Regions from separate parts of the Mus musculus genome. Here region 2 is linked to region 1. A link is a contact called in public Hi-C data. All regions are on one chromosome and are shown on one strand. The core of a region is the stretch at or near the end of the contact, and the rest is flanking DNA. Distances in the headings are between cores, read along the strand shown. Region 1 has its middle 18 kb from the start of Tnfrsf13b. Region 2 has its middle 14 kb from the start of Grap.

Evidence for each region. Hi-C and Micro-C count contacts between places; a contact is called where the count stands out from the background.
Region 2: a Hi-C map of B cells shows a contact between it and region 1, with 2.7 times the contacts expected there. The contact joins two enhancer-like sites. A contact is called at or near these places in 6 of 484 Hi-C or Micro-C datasets (B cells, brain, cerebral cortex and 1 more) and 1 of 115 datasets of contacts at active chromatin or transcription factors (astrocytes).

What each region holds. Positions count from the first base shown.
Region 1 is chr11:61,106,094-61,111,385 of GRCm38.p6, forward strand. No RefSeq gene overlaps it. Among named protein-coding and RNA genes, the nearest start is that of Tnfrsf13b, 18 kb to the right of the region's middle. Within about 2 kb of position 2,973, at least 49 of the 459 cell types and tissues checked have an H3K27ac peak or open chromatin away from gene starts, as enhancers often do. A contact at or near this core is called in B cells, where this site is marked.
Region 2 is chr11:61,636,470-61,641,761 of GRCm38.p6, forward strand. No RefSeq gene overlaps it. Among named protein-coding and RNA genes, the nearest start is that of Grap, 14 kb to the right of the region's middle. Within about 2 kb of position 2,487, at least 46 of the 459 cell types and tissues checked have an H3K27ac peak or open chromatin away from gene starts, as enhancers often do. A contact at or near this core is called in B cells, where this site is marked.

The DNA.
Region 1 (5,292 bases), core at 1,723-4,222:
GGTGCATGCGCCAATCTGACCTGCTCCAGGGTGGCAGCCAATACTGGGACCAGCAAGGTGGTTGAGAGCGAAGACAGAAGACATCCTTACAACATGCATGGATCCAACCTGAACAAGGCACTACTGTCAGTCATATCCCATGTGGGGGTGCTCCTAGGATGGTGAGGTGACTCCTGTGGACCTATGGCCGTTCTCCTCCTCTGAATCTGCCACAGACTAGCCTCAGCCAGTGTCTTTCAGTTGCAAATGAGCCTTCAGTAAGGCCTCCAGCAAGGCACACCTTAGCTCATAGGTTTTGGTCTCACTGGAGCACAACCCTAACATGAAGCCTTCATGCCCATGGCTGGATCAACAACCAATCTCCAGGATAAAGAGGCCAAGGGAGTCAAGGAGAGAGTTCTCTATGGGGCATCAAGGTGTGGCAGGAGCAATGGGGTGAGTAAAGGCTTGAGAGTAGAAGTATTTTCCAGACCAGAATACATATATATTGAAAAGATTCATTAAAAATTAATGCAAGGGAAGACAGAGATATAGGGGACATTTTCTTGCTTTTGGTTGGTTGGTTGGTTTTTCTGAGACAAGGTTTCTCCATGTAGTCTTGGCTGTCCTGGAACTCATAGACCAGGCTGGACTCAAACTCACAGAGATCCACCTCTCTCTGCCTCCCAAGTGCTGGGATTAAAGGCTTATGCTGCTACTTCCAGACTTGGGGATAAATTCTTAGAGAATCCCTCCTTAAAAGGGACTGGGAATAAATTTATACAGTGAAGAATAAATATTTTGTCTTCATAATAATACACGGCGGAAGCATCTAGAACCTGGTGATTCTGAGCTTCTGTGTTCACTAAGTGCTTCCCTGGAGGTTTTAGGAAGAAGATGTTTTGATCGTGTCTAAAGCTAGTTACACCGTTTATAAATGCTACCTGAAGTGCTTCTGGTGCAACTGGAGTTTAGGGGCAAAAGCACATTTTGGCAGCTGCAACTGGCTTAGCCTAGTCACTCATCTCAACACCAACTAAAGAGACAAGCAACAGTGTAAAGCAGAGAAAAACTTAATCCATACCGTGGGAAGAGACGCAGATAAATGGGTCAGTCACCCCACATTTGCCTCCCAAGTATGAACATGAAATTTAGGCTTAAACAGAGGAGAAATTGAAATAGGGTTAAAGTTTATACATAATTAGGGGCTGGAGAGCCGGCGCAGTGGTTAAAAGTACTTGCCGCACTTCCCGAGGACTTGGGTTCAATTCTAGCACCCACATCGTAGCTCAGAACTCTCTGTAACTCCAATTCCAAGAATTCGATGACATCTTCTAGACTCTATGGGCACCAAGTACGTATGTGTACACATACATACATGCAGGAAAATAGTCATACACATTAAAAATTAAGCCAAGCGTGGTGGCGTACGCCTTTAATCTCAGCACTCGGGAGGCAAAGGCAGGCGAATTTCTGAGTTTGAGGCCAGCTTGGTTCTCAGAGTGAGTTCCAGGACAGCCAGGGCTACAAAAAAAAAAAAAGCATAATTAAGTAGTCTTGGTCGATGTGTGGTTTGGTTATTTATTTATCTCAGCCTTTGTCCTACAAGGTAGTTCTGAAGGAGCTGCAATCTCTGTCACTTGAGGAAAGCAAGCCTGTTCCTTTGAGATGACTCTTGCTCCAGGCTGCAGCCTCACCCCAGTGGATAACTATCTTCATCTTGGAGGTGGGGTGTCTGCCTCCCTAGGTTTTGTTGTTCCTGGGACCCAAGGAGACACAGGTTTAGAACAATTACTTCCCTTTGTGCCTTTAGCTTGGAAGGCAGCGGAGACAGTGGAGGTAGGCAGACACACCTTTGTAACTCTGTAACATTTTTGTAACCTTTGTAATTTTGTAACGCAGGTGTAGAGCCAAGCAGAAATCCGACCCGAGGTAAAGGAAAGAACTCAAAATGAAGGCCGTGACCCCAGGCTTGCTTTCTGCTTTTGGTTGCTTTGTGCTCAAGTGATGAGCTGATGCTTTTTGGTGAAAGCAATTTTTAATTGCCTGTAATATCAAAACAAGAACAGAAGATACAGTTTGGCCTTGACCCGGAGTCAAACTACGACATCTTTTGAGAAGGCCTGCAGGCTTGGGGTCATTCAAGAAGCTGCAAGAACAATTTAGCAAGATAAACTCATTTCCTTCTTCCCACATGCATCAGTCCAAGCAGAAAGCCTACGGGGAGGACGGTGTTTCTAAGGGCGACTGGATTCAGTGAAGTGCAGATCATCAGCTCCAAACTGCTTCCTGGATGGGGTTCCGTAAGGCATAATCGGGGATAAATTGCATCCTCTCACCACTTGCCACTCTTACTTTTCCAGCCTTATCCTGTTATGTTCCGAATACAGAATACATGCGAGGACAAAATAGATCCTTGCAACTTTTCCTTCAAGCTGAACATCCTGCTAAAAGTAGCAGCTGTTTCTACAGTAGCCTCAGGGGATGAGTGCCTGACCTCGGTTTCCCATAGGGGAACTGGATGGTCTGCAATTTTAATTGAACCACAAGAGATTTTAAAGGACCCATGAAACCAACTAAATGATATCAGTTTCTGAGAATCTTCTTATCCTTAACATTAGGGACTATGGGGGGGGGTACTTAAAACACTTCAGAATGTATGATATGGAAATATTTCTAGCTATTTTCAGTCCTCAGATGTGATTCACTCTGTCCCTTAGCAACATGGTGTTTCAAGCTGGCCAGATACTAGGCTGGTACAGGTCACTCTGCTTCCAGGAATTTTCTTTACAGAGCATGTCCCCTTTGGGGTTCACAGGAATAATGTAATATAGAGAGGATCCTCCTGTGTACCTGCCTTCCTCTTCAGGGGAGCCTTTGTCTCCCACCGGAGGATGAGGCAGGAATCAAGTCAGCAAGGCCCTGGGGAACAACCGAAAGTCGCTGCAAAAGAGGCCCTTTCCACCAAGGGGAAGAAGCACACCTCTCTCACTTCCTTTTTTGATACCAGCAAGTGGCCATATGCTATTTTGGGGCCCTAGCTGCTGTATGTGAAACCCAAACCCCATTCGAGAACAAGGGTGCTAGAGAGGGGACACCAGGTGACACTGTCCTGGGTTGGTGGTCACCCCAGGTGCGGAGTAGCAGCATCACAGTGAAACACCCAGGCGGCAGGAGACACAGGGCGTTCCATCAGGTGCGAACATGCCATGCTCCCGATTCTGATGGGAAGCAAGGCCGATGCGCAGAGAGCCCGAGGACACACTGCCTGGGCCTCTCCTCTCTTCAGGGTGGTAACACTGCTTGGCAGAGGTGATCACCGTGGGGCACTGGGAGGATTGCTAGAAGGACTGTCTTACCTTACCTTGGTTACTCTTAGGTCCTTGTCCCAGAGGGCAGGTGGGAAGGCAGGGCTTAGGGGTGGAAAGAGTCTGTTAGAGAGGGGCTGGGAAAGGGGCTTCCAGACATGATGCTTATACATCTAGAGCACCTGCCTTGGAGACTGTGGGTGGAACAGCACCCTCCCCTGGACTCTGCTTCCATCTGGCTTGCTCCTGGGCACCCACGAGACTGATGGCCCTGGAACAAAAATGGCAGTGTGGCGTACTTCCTCCCTCCCCTTTCCCTCCTTCCTCCTTCCTTTTTCCATGTAGTTGTTGGACCGTACATACTAGTAGTGTACAGTTAGGAGAGATTTGAACATTTGTAGGAAATTATAGGTCACCCCAGTAGATATCTAGGCAAAGCAGTCCAGACCCAGGGAACTGCATGTGTAAAAAGACCTGAGGCAGAAGTGTGACAGACACGCTTGACGTACAGAAGGGAAGTCCTGGATCTGCAGGCATGTCTGTCTGTCTATCTGTCGTGTGTGTGTGTGTGTGTGTGTGTGTGTGTGTGTGTGTGTGTGTGTGTAGCAGGGAGGATATAGCAGACATGAGCTTGGAACTGGGCTTTCAGAGCAGCTGGAGGGCCAGTAGAGAATTCCGCAGTGGAGGGCTAAGCTGTTTAATGTTGAGGTCACGTGTGTCTGCATAGAAATCACAGTGAGGATGGACGCACAGGGGCGGCAGCTCTGGCTGATTCAGGTGGGAGAGGAACTTGCTATGAGGGCAGGCAGGGAGGGAGAAGAGACTGTGCCAGAATCACTCCTACATGGTTTGCATACGGACCTGCTGGCAGTGGGCTGTGGACACTTGTCGAGGGATCAATATCCACGCGTGCCTGGACATGGCGGAGACTCTGGGTCCCATCTGTGGAGGACTGATAGCTCACCAGTTCCAGATCCTGTGTCCAAGGTCAGCACAGCTCTGACACGCTGTGGGGGTTTGAGGAATTCCAGCCAAGATCCCTGTGAGGACAATAGTCACCGACCTCAGCAGGTCTCTTGTCACCTCCAAACTTGTCTCCTGCCTTGAAAGGTGCACACGGCCCCTGGATCTGTCATGCCAGGGGCACACGCGTAGCTTCAACTCTCCTTTCCCAGAAGACAGATGAGCAACAAGCCAGTGGTTAAAGCAAGCCGCTGTAAGCTGCAGAGGAGACTGATGGGGTCTAAGGGATGGAGACGTACTGAGGATGCTCATTAATGCAGTGGCTGGAAAAAGTGTCCCAGAAGTGTCATGTCCCAGGTGGCAGGGAGGAAGATAAAAAGATGGGGATGGAAGCTTCTGACACGAGAGCTCTCTGATGTAGAGCTGGGCCTGTGAGGGATGATAGAAGGATCTGTGGGCATCAGAAGAAGCCTTGGAGGGGGTGGCAGGTGGAGAAGTGTCGGGTATGGGGTGGTTCTGACAGATGGGACACTTCCGGGTATATAGAAATAGTGACTGGTTGCCGCAGAAGATGGTGGCTGCCATCACACATAGTGAACAATGTGCATGCCTTGTGTCTAGAGTGATTTACAATGGGATGCCAATTACTGGGAAGAGGGGAAAGCCTCATGCTGTCCTCAGCTCCTGAGCTCTAAGCTACAGGTCTCTACTGAGATGGAATGCAGTAAATGACCAGGGGATGGGGTACAGGCAGTAGGACCAAGATCAGTGCCCCCACAGGAGGCCCAGCTTGGCTGTCAGCCAGGTGGGTGGATAAGAACCTCCCTCGCTGCTAGAAAAGCTCCCTGGTTGATTGCACACAAATTTTGGAGAGTTAAGAGCCATCTTGATGGGCTGGAGAGATGGCTCAGTGGTTAAGAGCACTGACTGCTCTTCCAGAGGTCCTGAGTGCAATTCCCAGCAACCACATGGTGGCTCACAACCACCTCTAATGGGATCAGATGTTCTCTTCTGGTGTGTCTGGTATGTGTACTCACATACA
Region 2 (5,292 bases), core at 1,237-3,736, 530 kb after region 1:
CTGGGTCCAAAGTCTCTCCTTCCTGAGAGCAACTCCTGGAGTGCCAGAGTCCCCACTAAGAATGCTGGGGAGGATTAAGGCCCAAAGTCCTACTCAGCTGTGGATCCTGCATGCTTCGTGATAGAAATGTCAGACAAGACGTGTCGGCTAGTACAATAGTGGACAGGTGGTTATAGCCAGACCCAACTTTCTGAGTGGACTCAAGGCCAGTCACAGGTGGGGAGTCACATCTAGTACCAGGAAATTAGACAACTGTGGGCACCAGTGTTTTGTAGTTGGAGAAATACGAACAACCCCCAACCACCATGGTCTGGAGATAGAGTGGATAGGCAGGCAAGGAGAGCATTGTCAGTCGTCGATGCTACCTCATCCCTGGCTCAGGGACCCTGTAGAAGGTGGAGCTAGAAAGAATGCACTGTAAGTGACCGTCCTCTGAGTCAAGAGACCATCACTTGGGGGAGTTCAGCTATGCTCCCTTACAAAGATCATTCTAATCTGGGCTGGTTGACTGCTTACAGTCTCTCATGGAGGCACAGGGAGGGTCACAAGACCCTCATCTGAGTGAGTATCCAGCAGTCACATATTATATAGACTTGTAGGGCCATGTGCCAAGGGCAGCTGCCCTCGAGTCACACCCCGGTAAGTCTGTTGTATTCTATTTTATCTCAATTTCAAGTGGCCTGGGGCTGGGGGCAGGGGACAAGCACCAACGGGGTGGGGGGGCTCTAGCTCCGTGGCTATGGGGAAGGCCTCATCCTGCTGGGTAAAAGCTTTCCAGATGTGACCGTGGGAGAGAGAAGTACTCATACCTGGTGGGTAACCCCTCACCTACGTTCTGTAAGGAAGCCCAGCGATTCCATTGTTCCCCAGAATGAACGTTGGGTGACTCCTGCTTACCTTGGACCTTGGGAGGAGGTGGAGGTGGCTTGCAGCCCCTGGGAAGGAACTTAAGCAACAGCTGCTGGACTGAAAGGTCCCACCCAGGTAGTTCTTGGTGAAGCAAACTGCTCACCTCATGGTCAGAGAGCAAATAAGCAAGAAGACATAAGAATCCTAGTACCTCCTTGACAACATGACTTCCCAGGATCCAGGCATTCCCCCTAGGCCCTACCCCTAAAGATGTCATCACCTCTCAGTAGTGCCACCCTGTGGTTAAAGCCTTTAACGGTTGAGCCTTTGGAGACACCCCCTGCCTGTCCCCCTTCCCCCCAGGGTTTCTCTGTATATTTTGGCTGTCCTGGAACTCACTCTGTAGAGTAGGCTGACCTTGAACTCATAGATACACCTGCCTCTACCTCCTGAGTGCTGGAATTAAAGGTGTGTGACACCACTGCCTAGCTCCTTTGGGGATCTTTCTACTACCAGATTCTAGGAGGCTCCTTCATGGTCAGGAACCTCTGTGTGCTACTGGGGTGCTTGGGTGGCATTCTGGTTACAACGAAGGCTCTTGGCTCCAATCTTACAAGACAGGCAGTGACAATAACACAGACTTATCTGGGCATGCTTTGAGAGCAGCCGCCCTTGGCACATGGCCCCACAAGTCCATGCTTTGTGTCCTTTAGCTGGTGTCAAAGACCTGGTGCCCACACAGCTGCTGCTCTGTCCTTTGCATGAGAGCAGCTGTTTCCTTTGTTTTTCTCTTCTCCAGGCACCTCCACTGGTGCTATCTTGTAAGAAGGAGGTAAGAAAAATCCTATAAACACATTCTCAACTCTGACTCAGAACCAGGGTGTTGCCAGTCTGAGTGCCCTACCTATATCTGCGTGCATAAAGATGGTAGGGATGAGTCGCTTTGCTAATCTGACACAACCTAGAATCACCCGGGAAGAGTCTCAGTGTGGGATTGTTTGTATTGGGTTGGTTTGTGGTCACATCTTAGATGAGGTGGGAAGCTCCAGCTCACTGTGGGCGGCACCATTCTCTAGGCAGGGAGTCTTGAATTGTATAAAAGTGCAAAATCAAGCTTATCATAAAAAAAGCATGCAAACAAACATTCATAAATTAGTTTCCTCTGTGCTCTTGATTGTGCATGTGTTAGGGTGGCTATCTCAAGAGTCCATTGCTATGACTTCCATGCAGCAATGAGTTGTAAACTGTTGGTTGTTGTTTTGATTCATTTTTCGAGACAGGGTTTCTCTGTAGTCTTGGCTGTCCTGGAACTTGCTCTATAGATCAGGCTGAATTTGTAGAAATCTGATTGCCTCTGACCTTCCCACAGCTGAGATTAAAGGGCTATATCACCACTGTCTGGCTGTAAACTGGAATTGTGAGTTACAGTAACCCCCTTCTCCCCTAAGCTGATTTTTATCAGGGTTGTTTTTGTTTGTTTGTTTGCTTGCTTTTTAAAAAATTATTATTGCAGCAAGAGAAACTGAACGACAACCCTTTCTTGCTAGCCTTTCAATGGGGCTCCTCCCACTGTGACATACCCTCGGGACTGCTGCTTCTCGTGACTCTCCACCGTGCCCCATTGCAGGAAGGAAACAGGAAGGTGTCAGAGACACTTTCTCTTGCTTATGTAGCGGTTGGAGCGATGAGGGGCTTAGCTGCTACTTGTGGCTCGTTGCTTTGATTGGCTACTCCAGCACCTGTGTTCTCCCAGCTCATCTGAGTCCTGACACTAACATTCCAGGTCCACTAACTGGGGCCCAACTATTCAAATATATGAGCCTAGAGGGGCCATTCTGGCTCAAACCACCACATGGAGGATAAGTGTGGGGCTAGAGTCTCTGCTGACTTCCTGACCCAGTAGAGCAATCTCTGAAGACTTGGGATATGCTCTAACCACAGATGGTGACTGGTATTTGACCAAAAATCTCAGTGAGTTGTCTACTTCGGGTGACAGCTGAATGGAACTGCCCTTTAAACGTTTTCATTTTTAATCACGTGTTTACACACATGTGCATGCATGTGCACGGCTGGAGGCCTGAGGACAACATTAAAGAGTTGGTTCTTTCCACCTTGTGGGTTCTAGGCTCACACTCAGGTTGTCAGATTTGGTGGCTTGCGCCTTTACCTGCTGAGGGTGACAAGAAACTCAGACAAGTTAGCAGCAGCTGGAGCAGGTGCTGGAGACACAGCTCCACACAGCCACCCAGCAGAACCAGGAGCTCGTCAGAGGTCCCCCCTCAGGGAGAGCTGGGATCTGACTTCACAGCACACAAGGGTTTCAGACCCAACCTGTATAAACAGATCTGGAGTCTGCAAAGAAAGGGTTTGTTGGTAGAAGTGCCATTTAGCGTGTGCATACATGTGTGATTGTACACACGTGTGCCACAGAATGTGCACGGAGCTCAGTTGACAACCTGAATGTCGGTTCACACTTCCTGCCTTATTGGGGGCAGGGTCTTTCTTTCTGCTGTGTGCTCCATCTAGACCAGCTGGCTGGAGAGCTCTCAGAATTACCCTATCTGCCTCTCAGCCTAGTGTAGGAGTGCTAAGACTACACACTACAAGTATGAGTTTGGGCTCCTCAAGAGAGAACGCCACCTAAATGTCTTAACAGTAGCCATGAATATGGATTTGTGGCTTCTGAAGTTTCACTATTTAAATGCCTCCACTTCCTTTCCTTTCTTTCTTTCTTTCTTTTCTTTCTTTCTTTCTTTTTTTTTTTTTTTTTTGGTTTTTCAAGACAGGGTTTCTCTGTATAGCCCTGGCTGTCCTGGAAATCACTTTGTAGACCAGGCTGGCCTCGAACTCAGAAATCTGCCTGCCTCTGCCTCCCGAGTGCTGGGATTAAAGGCATGTGCCACCACGCCTGGCTTTTTTTTTTTTTTTCTTTTTTTAAAGACAGGGTTTCATGTAGTCCATGAAAGTTCAAGATGGCCTTAAACTTCCAAGGATGGCCTTCAACATCTGATCTTCCAGCCTCAGTCTCCAGAGTGCTGGGGTTACAGTCATGTACCACCTTGCCCAGTTTAAGTGATGCTGAGGTGCATGCTAGTCAAGCATTGTACCTACTAAGCTATACCCAGCCCTGTTGATAAGGTTTCTTCTTCCTTTTTTCCTTTCTCTTTATATTATTATTATTATCATTATTATTATTATAATATTTATTTGTTGTTTGTTTACTTTTCGAGACAGGGTTTCTTGGTACAGCCCTGGTTGTCCTAGAACTCAAAATGTAGACCAGGCTAGTCTCAAATTCAGAGACCCACCTGCCTCTGCCTCCTGGATGTTAAGATTAAAGGTGTGCACCACCTTTAATAATTTATTTTACTTGAGGTAAGATCTTACCATGTAGCTCAGGCTGGCTGGAACTCACTGTGTAGACTAAGCTGAGAGTGATAGAACCTAGTGGGGAAATCCCCACTCAATTCCCGATCTGGCGTGCACCCAAGAATCACGAACAGAACAGAACAGAACGCCTTGATGTAATTATATGAGGTCGTTTAATGATGGAGCTCCAGACCGACATGCATCCCACACAGGAGATAACAGATGTCGGCCACGAGGCTCGAAAGCTAGGGGTTTTTATGGGGTAAGGGGCTTAGGGGTATGGAATTCAGCATAGCAACACACTATTGGCTTATTCAAACATCAGCAGAAAAATTACATGTATGTGCAGGGTGTCAGAGTTCTGTGAGTTGTTGACTCAGTTCAGATAGCCCTGCTATGTCTTCACATTCCTGTTTATCTTTAAGGTTAAGCTGTTCCCAGGAATGTTTTAACTACGGGGCATACCCAGGTTTGTTTTTCTTTATTCTCAGCCCCAGGCAGCCTCTAGGCTCACAAACAACCAGCAATTTCTGAGTAGTTTATATGACTTACAGGTCTTGAAATTTCATCTTTCTTTCAAGAGGAATCAAAATGAGGGTGGTGCTGATCTGTCTTGCAGAGTCAGCCTGCCTCTTCCTCCAGCCTCTAGCCACTCCTGAACTCCTCTGCTCTCCCATCACCTCTGGCTTCCAGGCAGAGCCTCTGGCTCCAGTCATCGTTCTTTCGGACCTATGTCCTGTATCTCACAGAGATCTGCCTGCCTCTGCCTCCCCAGTGCTGAGATTAGAGGCATTTGTCACCATACCCAAAGGGTTTCTAAGAAACTATCTCTCTCCCTCCCTCCCTTCCTCTGTCCTTCCCTCTCCCATCTCTTGCCCTATCTCCCTCTCCCTCTCCCTCCCCCCTCCCTCTCTCCCTTCCTCCTTTTAGTAAATGAGATCCCAGGTGATTTCAGAGTTGTGCTGAACAGAAACACAAGCTGATAAAATCAAACCACAGGACATAAGAACTAAAGGACTGCTTAGTGCACTAGTTCCAAGGGAGTGAAGCTGTGTGTTTTGACTGTAAACAAAG